2 separate regions of the Mus musculus genome follow, and region 1 is linked to region 2. A link is a contact called in public HiChIP or PLAC-seq data. All regions are on one chromosome and are shown on one strand. The core of a region is the stretch at or near the end of the contact, and the rest is flanking DNA. Distances in the headings are between cores, read along the strand shown.

The links. HiChIP or PLAC-seq counts read pairs in DNA pulled down with a chosen protein or histone mark.
Region 1: an H3K4me3 HiChIP or PLAC-seq map of embryonic stem cells shows a contact between it and region 2, with 11 read pairs. The contact joins the enhancer-like site here to the promoter of St6galnac6 in region 2. A contact is called at or near these places in 2 of 39 promoter capture datasets (both in the 3T3-L1 cell line), 1 of 15 datasets of contacts at CTCF or cohesin (the NIH/3T3 cell line), 6 of 115 datasets of contacts at active chromatin or transcription factors (bone marrow-derived dendritic cells, effector CD8 T cells, embryonic stem cells and 2 more) and 2 of 9 other capture datasets (adipose tissue and liver).

The regions. Positions count from the first base shown.
Region 1 is chr2:32,905,460-32,912,603 of GRCm38.p6, reverse strand. Niban2 (niban apoptosis regulator 2) reads right to left here. Exons shown (of 14, transcript NM_146119.2): 2 at 6,705-6,835; 3 at 2,627-2,755; 4 at 1,158-1,263; 5 at 17-184. Among named protein-coding and RNA genes, the nearest start is that of Gm13523, 26 kb to the right of the region's middle. Within about 2 kb of position 4,098, at least 126 of the 459 cell types and tissues checked have an H3K27ac peak or open chromatin away from gene starts, as enhancers often do. A contact at or near this core is called in adipose tissue and embryonic stem cells, where this site is marked.
Region 2 is chr2:32,605,044-32,611,473 of GRCm38.p6, reverse strand. St6galnac6 (ST6 (alpha-N-acetyl-neuraminyl-2,3-beta-galactosyl-1,3)-N-acetylgalactosaminide alpha-2,6-sialyltransferase 6) reads right to left here and starts at 4,489. Exons shown (of 7, transcript NM_016973.3): 1 at 4,363-4,489; 2 at 3,378-3,432; 3 at 2,158-2,248. The coding sequence starts at 3,403. It overlaps Gm52551 (a long non-coding RNA gene), which reads left to right and starts at 3,573. Exons shown (of 2, transcript XR_003954025.1): 1 at 3,573-3,701.

The sequences.
Region 1 (7,144 bases), core at 2,849-5,348, 300 kb before region 2:
CCTGCTGGCGTCTCACCGTTGTTGCAGTGTCGAACGCAATCCTGAAGCACTGCCTGCCACTTGTCCTGCTCCGCTTCTGTCATCATGCAGAAGTAATAGTGTCGGGCGTAAGGATGCCACAGGATGAGAGGGAACTGCGTTGGGCACTTAAGGATGGGGGTGGAGCCTGATTTCGATGTGGTCCCTGTAGAGAGATGTGAACAGCTGCGCTGAGGCCTAGAGAAGACACCCTGTCCTGGGGACGTCACATCAGCAAGGAAGCAGCTCGCCTTCATTTTGACCCCATGGCCCAGCCACAGTAACTGAGAAACCTGGCATCGGTGTGGATTCTTTTCCTAGAACTGGAAACAGGTGACATCTACCTTGCTCGTGTGTAAGACACTATGACACGATCAGGCTCGTTACGTTCTTAAGTTTCTCTTCAAATTTCAATGGCAGAGGCCAAGCTGGTGGTTTAAATATCCAGGAAAGAAGGGAGGCATGTGGGCAAACAAAATAAATACAAAGGAATTTTTCTCTATCTCTTTGGCTCTCGGTGATATTTTAGATCCAGCAAGATAGCAGGCCCTGGGCTCACTGCTGTGGTCAGTAATATACATGACAGTAACAGTTGTGCGTGGCCCAGCTCTGGGTGGCTGGGATAGGACAGTTGCTCACACAGCCCACCCAAGGCCCTCGGGCTCCCTCAGCGCCAGGGTTCAATTGATGCGGAGGAACCTGATGTCAGGGGAGGAGGGGCTTAAAAGGACTGAGACAGTCCTGGAACCTAGGAAGTTGGATCCCTGCCCAGCATCTACTGCCACATAAGCTTCAGTCCCAAATCCCAGGTGGGGACTGTGTAAGCCTCTGGAAGCCTCAGCAGGCTGAGAAGAAGAGGAAAAAACCCTTGGCACCGCATTGCAGAGTTATCATCATCTTTCCCTGGGCCAACCGAGTCTAGGTCTAGACCCTATCTATACACAACCTGGGGACTCCACCTTGTAGGCCTTCGAGTCTCCTCTTTGGGGGCTCGGGTTGTTCAAGAGATGTGTAGACATTCTAAGCCCCGCTGGCTGTGCTGCAGAATGGCGCCCAAGCACAGGCTCAGGTCATCCCCTTCCCTGGCCGATCCTTAGGCCTACACAGGACAGGATGGCTGGAGACCACTGGTTCTTTACCTGGCAGGGAATTGCCGACCAGCTCCAGATACTGGTCGACAGAGGTGAGAACCTTGTAGCCCGCGCTGTTGATGACGGCCCGGGGTGGTATCTGCCGCTCATAGGCCTGAAGAGAGCAAGAGAAATGGGGCCTCAAGGTCAGAATGTTGTCAAACACAAACCTCGCTTCCAGTTGGCCCCATGGGCTACTCAGCTACTAGTTCAAGGTTTGGAGGTGGGTACTAGATGAAGAAGGAGCAGCCACATAAAATGTTCAGCGCAGTGCCTTAGCATGTAAGGAGCCATGCTGGGGCAGCTGCCTATTAGTGACACTGATGGCTGTCACTAATACCTCTGTGACCAGAGTCTACATTGTGCTGGGGACACTGCATGCTTCGTTTCTCAGGAGGTGGCTCCTTCCAGTTCACATCGATAGGAAGTAGATGTTGGCCATGAACCAGGACTGTCCCCAGAACCCAAGGTCTCTGACCACTGCCTTGGCTCCAAATGTCTAGGCTCTGAGCATCACAGTGCTTCAAAGGAGACTCCGAGCATGCAGCTCTCCTTGATACAACGGGGAGGGTACTCTGCTCACTGGGGGCAGACAGATCTGCTCTGAAACAGGTCAGACAGGCCTCTCTTTAGGGCGGCGCTGGACAAGTGTTTGGCCGATGAAATAAAGTTTGTAATATAACCAGGTGGGACTTCCTGGAGGGGCCCAAAGCAAAGGCTCACAGTCAGTCCCCATCTCTTCTCAGACACATCAGAGCATGGAGGATTGGGGAGATTTCAGGAACCCCATCCAGAGATGGCACAGAGGGCCAGACTGCGCGGCACTGGCAGAAGGAGCCGGGTCTGGGAGAGGTGGGAGGAGACTGAGGCAGGCAGAGGGTGGGCTCTGTGGTGATGCTGGGATTTTTAGTGCTTGGCAGTGACCAGAGAGCAGGGTGATCTCAAGGAGGGCTTAAGAGGACAGAGGGACACAGGATGAAATGACTGAGAGGACAGACAGTGGGACGCAGGATGAAATGACTGAGAGGGGAGCCCGAGGCCAAGCAGACTTGGAGAAATGCAGAAGGATCAGGAAGGTTGCTTTGGTCCTGGAACTTCCATGGAGAGATGGCCCGTGGTAGGCATGAAGGGGAAGGCGTGGTGTCCGGAGCCTCAGATGGTGGAATAGGGTCGCCAAGTAAGAACTAGGTAAGTGGGCTGGAGAGATGTCTCAGTGGTTAAGAGCACTACCTTCTCTTCCAGAGGACCTGGGTTCAATTCCCAGCACCCACATGGCAGCTCACACCTGTCTGTAACTCCAGTTCCAGAGGATCTGATGCCCTCATATAGACACATATGCAGGCAAGACACCAATGTACATGAAATAAAATAAATTAATTTTTTTTCAAAAGTTTAAAAAAAATAGCTATGTAAGCCTGGAGGAGGGTGAGCGGCTGCCAGGAGCGTGGGGAAGGGTGGCTGGCTCACCCCGAACTCACCACTTTGTTCTCATATAGCACCAGCCCATAGTTATGGGGCACCAGGCTGAAGCGGTTTCTCCACTTCTTATTGTCTTCCTGGTACTGGAAAAGGTTTCCGGAGAAGATGATGCGTTCATCCAGGGGCACCTGTGGGCAGGAGGGAACAGGGGCGGTCCCAACAAGGTGGGAGCACAGCCATCAGTGCCTGGGTTATATAACTCCTCATGCAACACACACACATACACACACACACACACACACACACCACCACCACCACCACCACCACCACCACCACCACCACCACCACCACCACTACCACCACCACCACTACCACCACATCCCTGACCTCGTTGGGACTCCGAAGCAAGACTGCACTGTACCCACTGCACAGATGGAAGCCTGAGGTTCAGGGTAGTGAGGTGCTTACTCAGGGTTCAAATAGGGTAAGAGTGGAACCCAGTCTGGACATTCATTCAGAGCCATGCCAGACTAGGGGTCCTGGGAAGGCAACCAAGCGGTCAGCAGGCTGCTTCCCCTAGCTACCTGCCACTGTTACCCAGGGCTTTCGCCTAGCTGGAGGCCACACCCACAGGCCACACTGGATGGTCCTAATGCCTGGGAAAGCCTCTGCCAGCTCTGGGCCTCAGTTTCCCCTCAGTGCAATGAAGACTTGAACTTGTATCCAGAGCTTCCCAGCTTGGCCAAGCTGGCATTCCTGAGTCTGGGTAGGCAGAGATGCTAGGCCAGCATCCAGGCAGAGAGGAGACCTGTGTGGGCTGTAGACACACTGGGACAGTCCTGTGAAACCCCACAAAGACGAGGGGGCCAGCAGCGGCTAGTTCCCTCATCTGTAAACTAGGGACAGTAGCTGACAAGAAGGAGGTAGGCACCAGGCAAAGCACTTGCGAGCAGACAAAGAGTGGCCACGCCAGGAACCTGCCAAGTGCAGGAGATGCACTCCAGCACTCCCAGCTTCCGGACTGATCTGGACATTGGAGGTGGGATGTATTTACACCAAGGGTGGGGGCCGAAGCTGAAGCTACGGATCACGGAAGCTTCTGGAAGGGAGGGACAAAAGCTGCAATGGACTATGGGAGCCAGAAAAATCTAGAGATTGCCAATTCTGGGCAAGTTCTGTTTATTCTATGATAAGCACGGTACCAGTTACAAAATGGACGAGTGCTATATGTATCGATGGGGGGAAAAGTGTGACTTTGCGTGCCCGCTCTGAGGCCTCTCAGAATGCAGGGGCCCCTCCTGCCTTCTTCCCTGGCCCCTTTCCCTAGCTGCCCCCTGCTGCTCCTCAGGGGAAAGCTGCACTCCTAAAAGGAGAGCCCATTGTGCTCAAACAATAGAACCCAAGACCAGTTTCCTCTCCAGAAGAAAATATTTACAGGAAAAAAAAAGGGTCTGCTCCCCTCCCCCTACACGGGCTCTGCCCAAGAGCGGAGACTCCCACTTGGTGGTCTATATTTAGACTTCTGAAACCCAGCCCTCCAATCTGTCTTTTCTAGAAAGAGCAGCCAGGGTTTTCCTAACACCCTGGAAAGACCCCGCCCCGCTAGCTCAGCTGGGCATGTTTGGTGAACCGGAAGGCCCCGAGACTGGGGACAGCCTTACAGGGACTGCAGAGGCAATGCCTGAGCCCTGAAGACAGACTCTGCACCCCTCCACCCAGCATACCCCCCCCCCCAGATCCTGAGCCACCTTCCTCAGGCTGCCTGGCTGCTGCCTTAGATTTTATTTTGAAGATTTTTCTTCAAAGGTAAACTGAGGTGTTACAAGGAAGCCTGTAATCCCAGGTTCAGGAGGGAGGTAGAGGCAGAGGGACATCCTCTACTACAAATGGAGTTTGAGGTTAGCCTGAGCTACACAAGACCCTATCTCAAAAGGGGAAAATTGGTTTTGTTTTTTGGTTTTTGTTTTTTGGGTTTTTTTCAAATGACAGAGTCCTGTTTTGAGCAGGCCTGCAGAAGGTACAAAATATTTCAGACGCCACAACTCAGGGCCAGCCTGGCCACCCCTCACAGGTGCCAGAGAAGCGACTCCCCAGCCTCAGCCCCAACCCCAGCCCCTCTGTTCCCCAGTGACCCTCAGAGCAAGGAGTAGACAAGAGACTGAAAGAAACTGTTCATCACAAAACAACTATTGATTGCTTTGCTTGCTGGGGTGTGAGGTGAGTTTACAGCAGACTGGCCTTGAACTTGGGCTGTTCTGGCCTCGGCCTCCTGAGTGCTGGGATCACAGGCCAGCCACCTCACCCAGACCCACTTGCTCTTATTACGGCAATAATTGTTTCTTTAGAAAATGACTGTGATCGTTCTGGTGACTAATGTGATTTCCCTTCTATCGGTGTCATGACTTCACGTGGTGGTCAGGCTCATGAGACACCAAGGATCTCAGGGACCATGAGCACCTTCAGGCCACTGATCTGCCTACATAGCCTGTTTGGCGGGATGAGCACACAGCCCTGTGAGCATGACAAGCCAAACACAGAAAATGCTTAACACAGCACCAGCTCCCACTCGCCCTGGGCTCTTGGGAACCGGGCTGCCTGCACTGTTTGTTTTTGTTTGGCTTTGTTCTTGTTTTAAAACAGGGTTTTAGGATATAGCCCTCCTTGGCCTAGTGCTTACTCTGTGTCACCACACTGGATTTGCCTGTGACCTTCATTCTAGATAGGAGAAGTAGCCGAGGCCCTGCTCATCTGGGCTGAATTACAGGTGCAGGAGGACACCTGCCAGGCCTGAGAGCGGCCATATCCAAACACCCCTTCTCTACAGTCAGTCATGACACCCGGAGCGGAGACAAACAGCCCAGCCTTTCTCTCCTCCCAGGGCAGGCTGAGATGGGGGAGAAAGGATCGTAGGCTAGGAATCTAAGCCAGCTCTGTCTGCCCCCAGAGTCACTGGGCTAAGTTTGGAACTTTTTGTACATAAAGACTCCTTCTGTCTGTCAGTCCCTTCCCTCTGTCTGTCAATCCCGTCTCACAGGCAACCCCTCCCCACCCCCCAGGGCCTTGCTGAAGCAGCCTTCTCCAGACCAGTTGAGACTCTGGTGTCTGGATCAGCCAGTCATCTTCCCAGCTCCTATCTTATCCTGTAAACAGCCATCGCTGGCTGTCACCTTGAGCGGTTTGTAGAGCTATAAAGACCACGCAGCCTTAGCACCTGACCCTGCCGCCAGCACAGTGAGCAGCAAAACTTCCCTGCAGAGCCTCCAGGGTAGAATTCCAGCCACTTACCTACCCTCTGCCTTAAGTTGGGTAACTCAGCAGCCAAACCCACTGTTTCCTTCCTGACCTCACCCTAGCCCTGTCACCTCCAGGCCTGTCACAAGGATCCCCACTCCAGGCCACACTGACACCCCAGGGTAGATCCAGGCAGCGTTCTCAGCAAACCCAGGCCTAATGCTAATAACAGGATAATTATTATTATATTAATGATGAGGTTGGGGAGAGCATCTGCTCTCATAGTCCTGCGAGGAGGGAACCTAGAGCACGTGGCCTGGGACAGTGTCGATGGCTCTGTGAGGCAGGGACCATGCCACTTCCACCCTGGAGGGGAGGAAGCAGGACAAGGGTTTTGTCACATCTCTCTTGACAGGTGTGTGGCCTGAGCTGTCAAGACTGCAGAATGTAGCTGTGACAATGAAGAGGTTGCACTGGCATTGGGGGAGGGGTTGCACTGGGATTGGGGGAGAGGTTGCACTGGCAGTGGGGGTGGGTGGCACTGGCAGTGAGGGAGGGGTGACACTGGTAGTGAGGGAGGGGTGGCACTGGCAGTGGGGTAGAGGTGGCACTGGCAGTGGGAGAGGGGTGACACTGGCAGTGGGGGTGGGTGGCACTGGCAGTGGGAGAGGGGTGACACTGGCAGTGGGGGGGTAGCACTGGCAGTGAGGGTAGGTAACACTGGCAGTGGGGTAGGGGTGGCACTGGTAGTGGAGACTAAGAAGCAAGTGTGGGGTGGTTATCCTCAACCTATGAAGGCCCTTAGAGACCAAACCAGCAGCATAGGGAAACTAAGGCCCAGAGAAGACAAAGGCCCATAGCAGAAGGGGTACAGAGCCCAGGCTGGACCCTCTCTATGCCTCTCACCTTGCGCCAGAGCAGCTGTGCCTGCGGTGGCCCGGTGCCCTCGATCTCATGGCGCATGCTATTGAAGAGGGAGACACCATACTGGTCCTCATAGAAGCGAAGGAACTCTGTGAGGATCTTCTCGGTTTTCTCTGCAAGGGAAGGATGCATGAGAGTGTGAGGTTGCCACAGAAACCTGGGGAATCAGGCCTGCAAGTCCCGCCTGAAAAACCGTCCACACAAAGCACAAATATCCTTTCACACAAACCGGGGCTGGTCACCTTATTCTCTCGCACTCCAGACGAGGGCTTTGGTCATGAGCTGCCTGTATGAGGTAGGTACCCATTCCTGACAGGAAGCTGGTGAGTGGCCGTCACAGAAAACCACACCCATCAGGCCTATGAGAGAGTTAGCCTCACCAGTGACCAAACCAGCACCAAGTGGGCGAGACTGCTTTTTCC
Region 2 (6,430 bases), core at 3,240-5,739:
TGATTGATTGATTGATTTTAAGACAGTGTCTCACACAGCCCAGACCACCTCCAACTCACTGTGTAAGAAAAGTTGGCTCTGATCTACTGATCCTCTGGCCCCCACTCCTAAGTGCTGGGATGGCAAGTCTGTGCGCCTACATCAGCAGCTTCTGCTGCACACACCGGATTAGGCATTATAGGTTATCTAGAGGTGGTAAACTATAGAGAGCATTGCCTGGGTTATATGCAGTGACTAAGCCATCCCGTGCGAAGAACTTGAGATTACATCCTTGGATTTCTGTTTTCTCGGAAATCCCGGAAGCAACCTCTTATAAATACGAAGGAATTTGTCACTTCTCGCTCCATGTTCCTGTGTTTTGCCTGCTTGGTGAAAATGGATCTGGGCTCTTTTAAATATTTTCCCTCGCCAAAGCGTTTTAAGGTTTCTCGGTAGAGGGCGCCGGAGAAACACTGAAGGAATATCAACAAACTGGGCAGGATCCCCTAAGTCCCTTTAGGGGTCTGAGACCCCCATATTATGGAGACCATAGATTATGTGAAGCTCAGCTCCTCCAGAGCATTCAACTACAGCTAGCCCCCAGAAGCTATAACTTCCCCCTTTAAAAGGCCGTGTAGTAGAAGGCGAGTGGGCTACAGCTATGCTGTCTCCCGCGGGGCTTGTGGTTCCGCCCATGGGGCGGGGCCTACACCAGGTCCTTAAACCCACTCACTGCAAGTAGAAACATTGGAAGGGAGAAAAGGCATCTAGCACACGCAGCCTGCTCAGCGACATCCCAGCTGAGCAACAAGTGCACGACAGAGTGTGTCAATTGTCTCCTCTCAGCGGGAACGGCTCACTGGGAGCTGAGGGCCTTGGTCTCGTCCACTATCACTACAGTATCATAATCAAAACCTCAAACTTCAACGCACAGGTCCCACTAAATGCTTTTAGCATTTCTGCATCACCAAAATTCAGAAAGACCAAGTCTAGGAGCTGGGGGTGTGTTCAGTTGTTAAGAGCGCTCAACTAGCATTCGGGAAGCCCTGGTTTTGAGTCCCAACATTACATAAACTAGGCACGGGAGGAAAGGGCTCAAGTCCCAGCACTCAGAAGGTAGAGGCCGGAGAATCAGGAGTTCTAGGTCATCCTAGGTTACACAGTGAGACCAGCCTGGTATCTACCTGACCTATCACACACAGTTTGTTTTTTTTTTTAAAGTCTAACCATGACAAATTAGAGAGCTGCATATTTCCTTCTGGTTGTTTGCTTTTTGAGATAAGTTTCTCCACTTGGCCCTGGCTGTCCTAAAATACATTATGTAGACTAGGAACGTTCAGAGATCTACCCATCTCAGCCTCCGGGAGTGCTGGGACTCTGTGTACTAGACACCATGCCCGCCTGCCTCACAACCATTTCTTAATCATTCCAGTTCCTGATGCTCCATGCCCTGCTGCCATTGAGAATTCTGTACTGAACTATCCCTGCCAAAGGACTGTGCTGCCCTCCTAGACTCAGGCTATCACAAGCATCTCACACTCTGCCATGAAGCCTGTGGAAAGGTTTGGGGGGTAGGGGGGTCAAACACATAGTAGGTGCTCAGAAAATAGGAACAGCCAGGCAATGGTGGTGCATGCCTTTAATCCCAGCACTTGGGAGGCAGAGGCAGGCGGATTTCTGAGTTCGAGGCCAGCCTGGTCTACAGAGTGAGCTCCAGGACAGCCAGGGCTACACAGAGAAACCCTGTCTCGAAAAAAACAAAACAAAACAAAAAAGCCCAACAAAACAACAACAACAACGGAAGGAAGGAAGAAAGAAAACAGGAACAAATACATGATGGGGATTCAGGTACTCTGATTTTGAACATGGCCATTCCCCCAAGGCCCCTGTTCACTTCCCCATCCCTATCCTGCACGGCACTCCCCAGAACCATTCACAGTCAATGCTTTCCCACTGATACATAAGCCAAGCTTTTGGATATCAAAGAGGACCTTGGGCCCAGAGAGAGGCGAGAGTGCACTCAGTGGCTGAAGCAGAGTTTGAACCCAGACCTCCTGGGTACCCACTCTCCTGTGTGGGCTGGCGTGAAGACGCCAAAGCCTGGGCAGGTTAAAAGAAGTCCGTTTCACAGACGGTTGTGCGAGCAGCTCAAACTGGGGTGAGAAACGAAGGACTTACTTTGTTGCTACTCATCTCTCTCCGGCGTCTGCTGAAGGGTAGAGGCCAGCGTCCGGCAGGTGGCCCGGGGGGCAGGGTTGTGGGGTCACACCTGCAAGCCACCAGAAAGGGTTATGGCCGGAGGCCCTCCCCTGGATGCGGCTGGATCTCAGGTCGCGCCTCTACCCAACAGCTCTCCCAAGTTTAAGGTTCAGGGCTGTTTCTGTTTTGTCCTGGTTCCCACTCATACTTCAAGCAGGGATGGTCCAAAAGTTTCCTAGGTCCTGACACCCTCCTCACAGGCCTTTGAACCCCAGGGCTCAGTGAATTCGGTCATTGGTCAATGTGATCTTGGGGTCAAGGGCAAGCCTTCCTGCCCCGCCCAGCTGTGTGCCTCACTCTATAACCCTCCCTTCCCTCCCACCACTGGGCCTGGCCCTTCTACACTTCCAAGCCCCAACCTGTAAGCAGGCCATAAGAGGGCATCCAGCCCACTTCCTCTGGCAGCTACAGCCCAAAAACGCAAAAAAGGGCTGGCATAGAGAGGAAGAAAACTAGGCTGGATCCTCAAAGGGGATCCCCAGATCAGAGCGCGCGCTCCCCGGGGAGCCTCTCGGCTCCGGTCACTATCTCCGCCCCCTGACCTAGCTGCGGTTTACTCCTACTCCAGGAATAGCTAGAAACCTCCAGGCTAGAGTGCCACACACACCGCTCCTGATTGGCCAGGCCTGGCTCCTCCCATTGCCAAGCACGACCCCACCCCGTGGCAGCTCCCACTACCATCCCCAGGCTTCATGGTTCCCCTGTGCCATCCCAGTATCTTCAGTCAGAGACCCCAGACTTCTGTCTGTCCCCAGCGGGCAGTTCAGGAAACAGGCTTAATGGAAGGGAGGCGTGGCTTGTCCGTGGACTCAAACCGTTAGGTCAGAAGACAGGAGGCCAGAATCCTAGAGTCGCCCCCATTAACCCTGACACCTCCAGCATTCAAAGCTCCCCTGGGTCTGGCCACAGCTCCCAGACAGACCACCGTCTTACTACCCTGTCTTGCGCATGCCCCGTGCTCCAGACACTTGGAGCACTCCAGGTCCCAGGCCCACGCCCCACTTTCCCACCTTTGCCTGAGCAGTGCCCTCAGCCAGGACTACGGTTCCCCCGGTCAGGCCCGTCACGGTCCTGCTCTGAGAACGCCATGGTCAGAACAGCGTATCAGGTGCCAGTGCGAATGTCGGGTCCACACTTACTGGCTGGGGGGCCTCGAGCAAGCCATGTGACCTCTCTGAGCCTCAGTTTCCTCATCTGTGAAATGGGAATAAGAACTGGTAACTCCTGGGGCGACTGGAAAGATGCATGCATTTGTGAAAAGGAGAGCCGAAGGCTTGAAAGTACTATATCAGAAATCCTAAGCCTTCGGGTTACTCCGTTCAATGCCCGCCCCTGCACAAGCCTGTCCCAGAAACAATCCTCCCCCTCTTGACCCCAAGCCGGGGACTTCCCTTATATTACGAAACATGCTCCGGAGCTACGCAAAGCATCGCCTGCCTACACACTTTTCAAGGCAACGCCTGGTAGGTGCTCTTGCTCCCCATTTCACAGATGAGGAGACTGAGGGATCAGAGAGGCAACGCGCCTCGCAGGGAGCAGGAGCAAGCGGGGGAGGGGGGAATCTTGTAGTGTTTGTTTACAGGGCGGAGCCTGAAAGGGTCTCCCGGGAGGGTCCCCTTGTAGCCTGTGCGTGCGCCAGACATCTAGTTCGGCTCGGAGTGGCCAGGCCTGGTGGGGAGCTGCTGACTCCGCTGGGGAGGTGGCAGCCCAGAAGCCTAGACTCAGCTCCAAGGCTGGACCTGCGGAGGCTGAGCTCTGGGCTGAGGGTGAGGGCCGCACCCTGAGCTCGCTCTGGGGCTTCTCCAGGTGACGGGAGCAGGGTACCCCCGAGTGCCTCGTGAGAGGCTCAGCCCCGCTCCCCATCTTCTGCCGCTGCACCCTAGGGTCAAGCATCCTATCCTGACCCCGGCTCTGCAGGGGAGGGGTGCGGGGCCGCGGCAGGGTCGCCCCATCTCCAACACGAGAGGCCCAAAGAATCCCGCTAGATCTCGGGGTGCAGTTAGCAAGCAGAGTGGGTCTCGGGGAGCCCTGGGGCTCCCCCCTTATCAGCGGCTCCCCACTGCCGAGGCGCAAGCACAAGCCCCCTCCCGCTCTGCTGCCCGCCCCCGCGCAGCACCGGCTCACCTCCGCCGGGGAGCGCCCGGCCCCCCGCGGCCCCCGCACCCCGTCACATGGCGCCGGGAGCCGAGAACCGGGGTCCGCGCCGCTCTGGCCGCCCAGGCCCCGCCGCAGCTCCAGCCCGCCGGGTCCTAGCGCCGGCGCTCGCAGTCCCGTTAGGGCCGAGCGAGAGGGCGGAGCCTCAGGCTGCGGATGGCCCCGCCCCAGGGAGGTGCCAGAGAGGAGAGACGCTCTCCCACAGCACCCTCGTGCCCCGCGCCCCATCCCAAATCTCATCCATTTCTCTCTCTCCAAATGGACACCAGGACCTCGGATGGGGAATCCGAAACGCGGAGATCACTGGGTTCGAACTCTGGTTATTAATTACCTGGACTCCCCCTCGTAGAGACCCAGTAACCATCCCCTAGGCAGCTTGGTACTTCATCTCCTTATCTCCGGAAAATGGAGAGAGCAACGTTTGAAAACGTAGCTTTTGATGGGCCTGGTAGCTTAGAGGCCTGCACCCTACTTAGGAGATAGAAGAGGGCGGAAGACTGTTGCAAGTTCAAGGCCAGCCTGATAGACATAGTGAGTACCGGGCCGGCCAGGGGTACATGGAGAGATCTTGGCTCAACTCTCTTCATCCTACCCTCAAATATTCGTTGCACTATTTTATGTGACTAAAAGGAAGCAATCTGGACCCAACCAACTGGATGGCTCAGCAGTTACAAATACTGGCAACTCTTCTAGAGGACCTGGGGTCCACTCCCAGCACAGTCCTAGGAGGATCTGTCGCCCTCTTCTGGCATCCATGGGTACTGCACATATATGTGGTACACAGACATGTGGAAGCAAAACATCCATACACATAAAATAAAATGAAAAATTAAAGAAAAATGCAACCTGAGGGCTAGGGAGATAGTCAATATGTCAGACTCGATGCCGTGTTCTGCTTCTGTCTTTCGAAACAGGGTTTCTTGGTGTAGCCCTGGCTGTCCTGAAACTTGCTCTCTAGACCAAGCTGGCATTGAACTCACAGAGATCCCTCTGCCTCCCCAAGTGGTGGGATTAAAGCCGTGTGCTACCCCCGCCCAGCGACGTCACGTGTTTGTAATCCCCATTCTGGGGGTGGGAAGAACAGGAGACCCCTCCAGCTAGCTTACCCTTTCTGGGCCTCCCAGGTCAAGGAAAGAACATTGGAGGCTGACCTTTGGCCTCCAGACATCCAGGGATGTGCATGTATGGACACAGGGATGTGCATATGTAGCCTGTTAGAAAGCTGGTTACATAAACAAAGACTGCCTACCCATAGTGTTCTAAGAGGCTGGGAACGAGGGTTAACGTGCATGCCTGAGAGGGTGATGGGGAGATTTAGGAAGAGAAAGCATGTTTAAAGAGTTCTGTTTTGTAATTACTTAGGAAAACATCATAGTAAAACTTTCCATTCCCCACCCTAGGTACCTATTAGGTCCTGCAGATGTACACAGTGAAGGTCACAGCTGGACAGTTTGAAACACAAGAGTAGAAATAGTCCAGATATCTACTAACAGGAGAATGGAAAGTTTGTTTGTTTGGTTTGATTTGGTTTTCTTTCTTTCTTTCTTTCTTTCTTTCTTTCTTTCTTTCTTTCTTTCTTTTTTTTCTTCGAGATAGGGTTTCTCTGTGTAGCCCTGGCTGTCCTGGATCTCTCTCTGTAGACCAAGCTGGCCTTGAACTCAGAAATCCGCCTGCCTCTGCCTCCCAAGTGATTGATTTGGTTTTCAAGACAAAGGTTCTTCTGGGTAGCCTTAGCTGTCTTGGGACTCGATTTGTAGACCTGGCTGGCCTTAAACTCAGATCCACCTCTGCTGTGCTGGGATTAAAGGCATTTGTCATCACCACCTGGCAAGGGTTTTTGTTTTTGTTTTTTGTTTGTTTGTTTTTCGAGACAGGGTTTCTCTGTGTAGCCCTGGCTGTTCTGGAACTCACTCTGCAGACCAGGCTAGCCTTGAACTCAGAAATTCACCGGCCTCTGCCTCCCAAGTGCTGGGATTAAAGGTGTGTGCCACCATGCCCGGCTTGTTTTTGTTTTTTTAAGGAATATTTACACTGTGGA